Regions from separate parts of the Mus musculus genome. Here all the other regions are linked to region 2. The links are chromatin contacts, called in public Hi-C and HiChIP or PLAC-seq maps. All regions are on one chromosome and are shown on one strand. Each heading gives the region's core, a stretch centred on a gene start, on an enhancer-like site or on the middle of the called end of the contact. The rest is flanking DNA. Distances are from core to core; before and after follow the strand shown.

Region 1 (2,700 bases), core at 76-2,575, 260 kb after region 2:
CCAGTTATAGGGATCTTAATCTGCTTGTAAACAGCCCACCATGATACCAAAGGAGAAAGCTTCCATCGGACACAGGGATACAGTGTATAACCATCAATCACACAGTTGGACCCACTGGAGATCCGAGGATAAAAAACGCTATTCATTTTCCTTGACATAACATGAAACCAAACAGAGTCCTGAGTCTGGTATGCATTGCCAGGGATCAACTTTACAGGGTCACAGACACCATCAGAAGTCCCCAAGGCCCCTTAAGGCGATTTTTCTAGCATTAGGCATCCTCCACTATGTAGATGTCATGGTGCTATGCCAGTGAGATTGAATATCAACCCATTATTAGAAGATGGAAAGTGAATTCAATACACAAGATCACATGGAGGCTTTGTCTCCCTCCTCCCCTCTCCCCCCTCCCTCTCCCCTTTCTTCTGTTCGTCTCCCTCTCTTTCCTCCCTGTCTTTCTCTCTTAGTGAACCAGTAGGTCTCTGTTGTGAAGGGATTTCAAAGGTTCAGAAGCAGTCACCGTGTGATGTTCAACAAATTTGTTTTTAAAGGAACCATTGATAGAATTAGGGGAATGAATTATTTGGTGTAGATCTTGTCCAGAGAAAGGAACAGTCTCAGGAAGTCAGGATGAATAAAATTGCAATGTGACTCAGGAGGGAGGATTTTTATACATGAATTTGATCTATCTGAACCGAGCAGCAATAAACGGGACTTATAATACTATCGATGGCCAATAAACACAAATGAATGTCAAAAATAATATCACACTCTAGGAACCGACTCAGCCAATTCCCCACTCAGTGAGACAAGTCTTTATTGGTTCATGGGCATAGAAATTGGAATGAGATGGATAAAATACAGGGATGGACTTCTGCAAGTACGATCCTGTTGCCTAGATTCTGGGGAAAAAAAGCCCAAATTTCCTGTCTTTCGAGGAAAAAACTCAAAGCCTCTCCCATTTGTATTGACCAATGAAGAATGTTATTCCGGCAATCTTCCCTGAAGAGTTCTCATGAATTTTTGCATACAACTCAGCCTGAGTTATATATGTAACATGTTTAGTGTATGGGGTTGGAGAGATAGGCCAGCACATAAAAACACTGGCTGCTTTTGCGGAGGACCCAGGTTTGGTTCCCTGGATCTACCTGGTAGCTCACAACTGTGACTCCAGTTTCAGAGACTCTGACATCCTCTTCCAACTGTGAATTGTGCAGAGGAAAGTCTCTCGCTTAAAATTTCCCTTCTCTTATAAGTGATGTGAGAAGCAGTTTCTTAGTTGGGCAGAGAGGATCCCTGGTGGAGAAGAACAGTCCAGTGACTTGAACTTATGCTTACAGGAAATGTGTTTGTCCTCAGATGACTTCCTTGAGGAAGTAGGAGATTATACACACTCCAACAAACAAGCTGACCCACAGATCATGTTAAGAGGGGCACAGACCCCAACGAGGCTTGAGTAATAGAGGGAGAATGTTTTATTCATTTGTGTACCCCTTTTCAGCACTGTGGATCAAACCCGAGGCCTAGTGGGTCCTGAGCAAGTGTGTTACCGAGCTACACTGGAGCCCTTCTGAGTTATTTGAAAGACACACCAAGAAGGAAGGGACAGATGATGTAGGTCACAAACCTGATGTGAGCAGAGGGAGGGGAGCAACCAAACTGTCTGATTCTCACATATACTTTTAAGGTTCTCTTTCCTTACTACTCCTGTGTCACAGAGTCACAGAGGTGAGAAACGAAATCTGAGCAGCCAGGGTTCACAACACAGCTTTCTTTCCCAGAGAGAAACAGCAGGGCAAGCTCCCTTATCAACAGCTGTGGTTTCCCAATTACCTTGATGAGCAGCAAGGGATTTTAGCTAGATCTCTTGGACAAGCAGGCATATACTATCAGAAGGGAGCATCGTTAGTGACCCAGTGAAGAGCTCGTGACTCTTGAGCATCGGAGGTTCAGGACTATCTGTAGACTCTGGGTTTGTTCACTCTTCGGATGCTCAGCGATCCATCCTAACTTCCGTTGCGTAGCTGTTTTGTGAATGTTCTCTGGATTGGGAGCTGCTGACTCATGGCTTTTGCATCGTATGAAGTCATCTATTTTGTTTGTGTTTTCTTATTTTCTAGAGCAGAATTGACAATTACCTACAAACACAGCGAGGACACACCACAACAGTCATGGTGTGTGTGTTTAGTGATTTGCGCTTTAGAAGGTTTGCTTCCACGAACCCTTCAGTTCAGCTACCCATGCATGTGACAAATATTTGCTGAGCACCTACTGAAAGTCAAATATGAATTGAGGCTGAGGGAAGATGAAAAATTGATAAGGTTGAACCTGGGAAGAGCTCATATGTTTAGAGTTAAAGGGAGACATGGCAGCCATGAAGTATCACAAGGACTGTAATAAACTCCTGTGTCAAGAACAATGGTGAAGAACGACATTAATTTTATAGAGGATGTGGAAGGAAATGTGCTAATGACAGTGGTGTGTCTTCCCAGAGGAAGTGGTGCTGAAATAGCAAAGGTGACATGTTTCCAGACAGAAGAACAGGGGTTGACATAAGCAGAGAGCCTTGATCTTCATGCCCCATGTTAGGTAAGGTGGCAGAGAGACACTAGCTCTTGAATCCAATGTAGAAGTAAGAGCCATCTGTTTCTTTAAGAGGCTACCTCCAGACTCTCCGTGGCACAAAGGTTAGTGCTCTTC
Region 2 (2,700 bases), core at 11-2,510:
ACGCGCCGCTGGCAGAGTCGAGAATGATGTGTGAACAAAAGGTGGTAACTCTCTGCTCCCGGGATTAGCAGGAGCAGGCGCGGTTGTGCCTGGTGTCCCCCCACCCCCCCAAATACAGCACTTCAGCCTCCCTTAGACCGGGGCAAGTGGGGGTTGGCCGCCATCCAAGAAAGCTCTGAGTTTAGGCAGCGGGGAAAAAAAGAGATAGCTCCCCAGGTCTGCACCCCAATTCTCCTTTCCTCATTGACCGATGTGTATGAACTCCTGAGACAGCTCCTACCCTAGCATTCACCTTCCTTCACCCCCCTCTAGGGTTCCCGGGGTTATACCGAACCAGGCCTCTCTCGTCCCCGTGGGACCTAAGAGCGCGTTCTCAGTACTTGAAGCTGGGCTGCGCAGAGGAACCGCTGCCAGCATCCAGGCCAGAACCGTTCGCGTAAACAAACACGGAAACTCCAAGACGCGTGCGGATTGCAGGTGATTGGGGAAACGCGCCAGCACGGCCTCCCCGGGACTCAGGCTCCAAACCACAGCAAAACCGTTCACACTGACACGCACAAAGACACGCGAGGAAGGGGACTCCAGCACCCCGTAGTCACTCGGGTACTTTCCTCCCAATGCCCAGCAGGGCTCAGGCCGCCAAGTCCCTTACACTACCTACCCTCCCACCTCGCTCTCCCGGGCACCCACGTTTACCTTTAAGCAGGCAGATGTCCGTGCGCTCCGCGTTCCGGCGCAACGCCTGCACGACCAGCGACACCGTGCTGTCCTCCCGGAGACTCTCGGCGCGCGGGCTGCGCTCGTCGTAGACGATGACAGCCGAGTAGAGGCCAGAGCGCAGGCGGGCACGCACCTCTTCCTCGGCGGGCAGGATCTGCTCCAGGCTCACGGAGCCCTTGGCCCTCCGCCGCACGATGGTATTGCAGCGCACGTTCACCGAGCCTCGGATGTAGCCCGCGCTGTGAGCCAGAAACGGCCTGCAGTCCAGCAGCAGGCACTTGCCGCCGCTCAGCAGCCCCAAGGCGCCGTGGCTGCCGCTGCCGTTGCCGCCCGCGCTGCCGCCGCCGCCGTTCTCATCCCGGTTCATCAGCCTTTTGAGCACGCTGCAGTCCATCTCCCGCAGTTCCTCCATCGTCACCATGTCGCCGGCAAAACGCAGTAAGCTGGGGAGCTAGCTGGAGAAGGCCAAGGGCACCGGAGCCAGCTAGGCTAACAAGAAGGAACCAGGCGAGGGCTAAGAGGGCGCCTGCAGAAGTGACCCGCAAACTTGGCCCCAGGCTCTTCTCCCTCTAACACCCCTGCTTCCACCTCCCGCAGCCTCAACGTTACATAGCAGTCCCAGCCTTCTCTGGCGCCAAAGCTGGCGGGCGCGCGGCACCCGGGGCAAGCGATCGAGCAGGGGAGTGTGTTTACGAGAGAGGGCTCCTCTCGGTTTGTCGCCTCTGGTGTGTTTTGCTAGCTAGGGCTGCTTCTGCCGTGGGCTCCGCCGTTTCCCCCACCGCTGCACCGCCGGAGCTGCACGCACTGCCCCAGCCAGAGTTTCCTCCTCTGGCTTAGAGATTTATTAATGCTCGCCGGCTCTCCCGGGGGAGGGAAGAGTCATTACTACCTCGCCAGGCCCCGCCCCCAACGCAAGCTTCCCGCCCCGCCCCCACCCCGGCTCGTGAATGGAGCGCCGGCCCCCTCGCACCCAGTCACGGGGACTCGACGTCACAAAGAGAGGAGTAAACAGGGCGCTCGGTGCTGGCTGCCAGGCCCATTCATAAAACGGAGACCTAGAGGAAGAAAAGGAGGCAGCCTCCGACCCGCCCGCGAGCCGGCGGCTCGGGGACTTTGTGAATGGAGCCGCGGCGCGGTGCCCTGTCCTTCCTCAGCCCCGGAGCGCGGCGATCCTGGTAGAGATCGTTGCGGGTGGCGACGCGGGGCCTTACTGAGGCCTGGGCTCTCCGTGTGGAGGTCTTCACCCCTGCGCTCCCCCCCACCCCCCCGGCCTCCCCAGTCTTCGAGGTCTCGCTCCTGCAGCTCCGAGAAACCTGACACTGTGCGGCTGCCACCCCGTAGGGCTTGGGGACCTCTCCTCGCCGGACTTAATCTCGTTCTTCGTGCCCGGCCGGTTGTGTTTTGTCTTTGTTTTTTTCCATGCGATTCCCCGGACTTAGTTTATACATTAGCGTGATCGATTTCCATCCCGAGCTATTACATCTGGTTTATAGCTTCCCGCGGAACCTGGGCCAACGCAGATTTAGAAAGATGAAAGGGAAGGCCCTCGCGCCGAAGCCCAATAACAAAAGAGAGGTGGAGGGGTTTGTTACTTTACAACCCAGAGGGGGGCGTTAATTGGCCGAATGCTGTGCCCGTGCAAGAGAATGGGAGGCACTCGGGCCCAAGCTTCCTAAAACCTGCTTTTTTAACCATGGGGGGGGGGGGGGGGAATACCCGGAGGTTTTCCTCTTTGGTGGGAGTCCTCGCTTCCCTCCTCACACGCAACGTCCTCTAAGGAAATGACGGTTAAGGTCTACATTTGGTACGAAGGAAAAGATGCTGAAAAGTGCCCATGGGAAGAATGACCTTTTATAAAAGCAAATGTAATAAGCTAGGAGACGATTCGAGTTTCCGCATCCCTCTTTCCAGGTCACGTAGCATCTGCCACCCCCCATTTTACTTTCGGGGGGGGAGCATTTAATTTCCCAAGGGCTCGAT
Region 3 (2,700 bases), core at 80-2,579, 140 kb after region 2:
GTAACTCCTTCCAAGGGTGTTTTGTTCCCACTTCTAAGGAGGGGCATAGTGTCCACACTTCAGTCTTCATTTTTCTTGAGTTTCATGTGTTTAGGAAATTGTATCTTATATCTTGGGTATTCTAGGTTTTGGGCTAATATCCACTTATCAGTGAGTACATATTGTGTGAGTTCCTTCTCTCTCTCTTTTTAACATTTTATTTTTTTAATTTTTTAAAAATATTTTTATTACGTATTTTCCTCAATTACATTTCCAATGCTATCCCAAAAGTCCCCCATACCCTCCCCCCCCCACCCCCCTACCCACCCATTCCCACTTTTTGGCCCTGGCGTTCCCCTGTACTGGGGCATATAAAGTTTGCGTGTCCAATGGGCAACCATTCCTATCTGACCCTTTTCAGAAGAATGCCAAAATGGCTTTTATCTGTTTCCTCCATCGTTTGGGTCTAGCCACGGGTCAGACAATGGTGCATCATCCTACTTGTGGTGCAGGAGGGGAAGGGTGAGAGCAGTGTAGGACTCTTGGTTGTTTGCTGCTCTGAGAGTCAGCATGTTCTTGGACGTATCCAGCAAGGCAGCTGTTTCCAGAGCCCGAAGTCAAGCTGGTGGCATCCTTCTGCCCAGAGGAGGGGTTTCTAGAACTTGTGGATGGCTGGGGGAAACTGAGTCACAGCAGTGGTCAACAAGGTGCCCACTCTGTCACCATTCACTCCTGCCAACTAATCGGATGACCTCAAAATTCAGACTAACATACTCAATATTAGCCACATGATTGATGTAAAGAGTCCATTCATTTGGTTATTAATCTGTTGGTTCCCAAAGAGAACGCCATTCAATAAGCTGGGGGAACTTGTTCTTGGATACTTCCCACATGTCCTGACATATTGACCACCTGTGAGTTTTATTTGCAAGGAACCAAAAACATAAACAAAAACAAGAAAAGACAAACCAACCAATCAAACCACAACAACAACAAACTGGAAGATGCCATTAAGTTAGATGCCCATGCGCGCCCTCACTATCTCTGAATCTGGTTCTCTAGGTCTTGCTGGAACTACTTGTTGCTTGGAAATGGACACAGGTGCCCCGGCGTTGGGGCTTCTGTTAGACTTTAAATGTGACTCTGTAAACACTCATCTCTTCATAAGTACTGTCTCTGTGGAAATGGGGCTTTGCTCATAGACGTCAAATCTGTGAGGCTCCTTTGGAAGGTCCTTTCTAAAAGCAGCAAGATAAGCTAGCTTTCACAGCCCATTGCCTTTAGACATGGTATTCCCCGCAATTCCATTCATGCAGAGTCTATTTTGTGTATACAGCTGCTTCCGTGTCATGGGTTTGCCTTAACCAAATAATATAAACTGGGTTACTTAAACAAGAAGGACTTAGTCATTGTTCTGGAGGCCAGAAGTCTGAAACTAAGATGTGCTTTAGGTTGTCCTCTGATGCCCGTAGGATCCTTCCTTTTGCTTCTGGTTGCTGCTTATGCTGGTGACCTGTGATGGTTGGGGATTTATATGTTTATATTTCCATAATAAGCTAATAAGGTGTGGGCTAATAAGTCAGCTTTCTGGCTCAGTTTACTATCTCATGGTCTATCCTTGAGATTCAGGTAAGAAGCAGCTACCCCCACCCCCCACACTCTCTCCCCAGCCCCTTCCTGCAGTGAACCAAATGAGAAGACTGAAAAAACAGACTTGGTACTCATGTACCAAGATAATAGCGATCAGTCTCTTGAGCCCAAGGCAACAGAAGCTTCTGGGCCTTTCTCAGGCTAACAGCCCAGTTCCACCATGCTGTGTGGTCAAACATGAGAACCACTATTTGTCTTATTTTACATTTCCAACAGGTTATATAATACACAATATATTTCCAGTGTATTATATTTCTAATACACAACTGTGTTACTAATCCCAAATAAGACAAACATGTTATATAAGACAGGAGACACATAAATTATGTAAAGATAAAAGCATATAATGTTATGTAATTAATTTATATAATAGAATTGGAATATTGAATTTCTAATATGTGTGTTTTACATAAGAATCAGCCTGTCCAACAAAGCCTTGTCCCTTGGTTAAACAAACAAAACTTTTCAATGACAGATAACAGAAAAAGGGGGTGGGAATTAAAACGAAGGATAGTTCAACTCTTGTCTTTAATTTAACCATAAGAAAAAACTTGTAAAGAAAAGTGAGAAGATGGTTGGTTTCATAAATAAATGTAGGTATTACTTAAAAGACCCTATCATGGAGATGTCTTAAATCCCTGAAATACTGTCATCAGATCTGAGAAAAATTATCAAATTGAAATCAATCAGCTACTGAAGATATGACAGGTAATGAATCTGGTTCCTTCTCTGGGAGGAAGAGAATCATGAACTTCATTCCATGGATGCAGAAGAGCCTGGGGTGGGAATATTGGGCTCAAGCAAGAACACAATGATGGTTGATGGTTGATGGTGTTTCCTCTGAGGTTGGCTATAGGGAACTAAGCTGAATGAAGGGGTGAGTTATTTCATTAGCTAGGGTGCAAGAAGCAAGAGGACTTGCCCTCGGGGTACATTGCTCAGGTGAGCTGAAAGTCAGGGACAGTGTAATGATCAAGAATGATTCTGGTAGGATTGACCCCCAACTTAAGTATCCAAAAAATCTGGCTGAGGCTGGTGTCTCACACAGAAACTTGCTCTGATTTAGCAGGT

The links. Hi-C and Micro-C count contacts between places; a contact is called where the count stands out from the background. HiChIP or PLAC-seq counts read pairs in DNA pulled down with a chosen protein or histone mark.
Region 1: a Hi-C map of bone marrow-derived macrophages shows a contact between it and region 2, with 29 read pairs. The contact joins the enhancer-like site here to the promoter of Dusp4 in region 2. A contact is called at or near these places in 5 of 39 promoter capture datasets (cranial neural crest, hippocampal neurons, liver and 1 more), 4 of 15 datasets of contacts at CTCF or cohesin (CD8 T cells, the NIH/3T3 cell line and large pre-B cells), 13 of 484 Hi-C or Micro-C datasets (the C10 cell line, bone marrow-derived macrophages, cerebral cortex and 5 more), 34 of 115 datasets of contacts at active chromatin or transcription factors (the 230-238 cell line, CD8 T cells, SST interneurons and 24 more) and 3 of 9 other capture datasets (adipose tissue, embryonic stem cells and liver).
Region 3: a contact with region 2 is called in an HNF4G HiChIP or PLAC-seq map of pancreatic cancer cells. The contact joins the enhancer-like site here to the promoter of Dusp4 in region 2. A contact is called at or near these places in 5 of 39 promoter capture datasets (the 3T3-L1 cell line, the C10 cell line, hippocampal neurons and 2 more), 4 of 15 datasets of contacts at CTCF or cohesin (CD8 T cells, the NIH/3T3 cell line, large pre-B cells and 1 more), 22 of 484 Hi-C or Micro-C datasets (the 63-12 cell line, B cells, CD8 T cells and 14 more), 34 of 115 datasets of contacts at active chromatin or transcription factors (the 230-238 cell line, CD8 T cells, the HPC-7 cell line and 24 more) and 1 of 9 other capture datasets (embryonic stem cells).

What each region holds. Positions count from the first base shown.
Region 1 is chr8:34,550,731-34,553,430 of GRCm38.p6, reverse strand. No RefSeq gene overlaps it. Among named protein-coding and RNA genes, the nearest start is that of Gm33968, 32 kb to the right of the region's middle. Within about 2 kb of position 1,325, at least 1 of the 459 cell types and tissues checked has an H3K27ac peak or open chromatin away from gene starts, as enhancers often do. A contact at or near this core is called in bone marrow-derived macrophages, where this site is marked.
Region 2 is chr8:34,806,170-34,808,869 of GRCm38.p6, reverse strand. Dusp4 (dual specificity phosphatase 4) reads right to left here and starts at 1,260. Exons shown (of 4, transcript NM_176933.4): 1 at 697-1,260. The coding sequence starts at 1,141.
Region 3 is chr8:34,663,285-34,665,984 of GRCm38.p6, reverse strand. No RefSeq gene overlaps it. Among named protein-coding and RNA genes, the nearest start is that of B930018H19Rik, 24 kb to the right of the region's middle. Within about 2 kb of position 1,329, at least 11 of the 459 cell types and tissues checked have an H3K27ac peak or open chromatin away from gene starts, as enhancers often do. A contact at or near this core is called in pancreatic cancer cells and regulatory T cells, where this site is marked.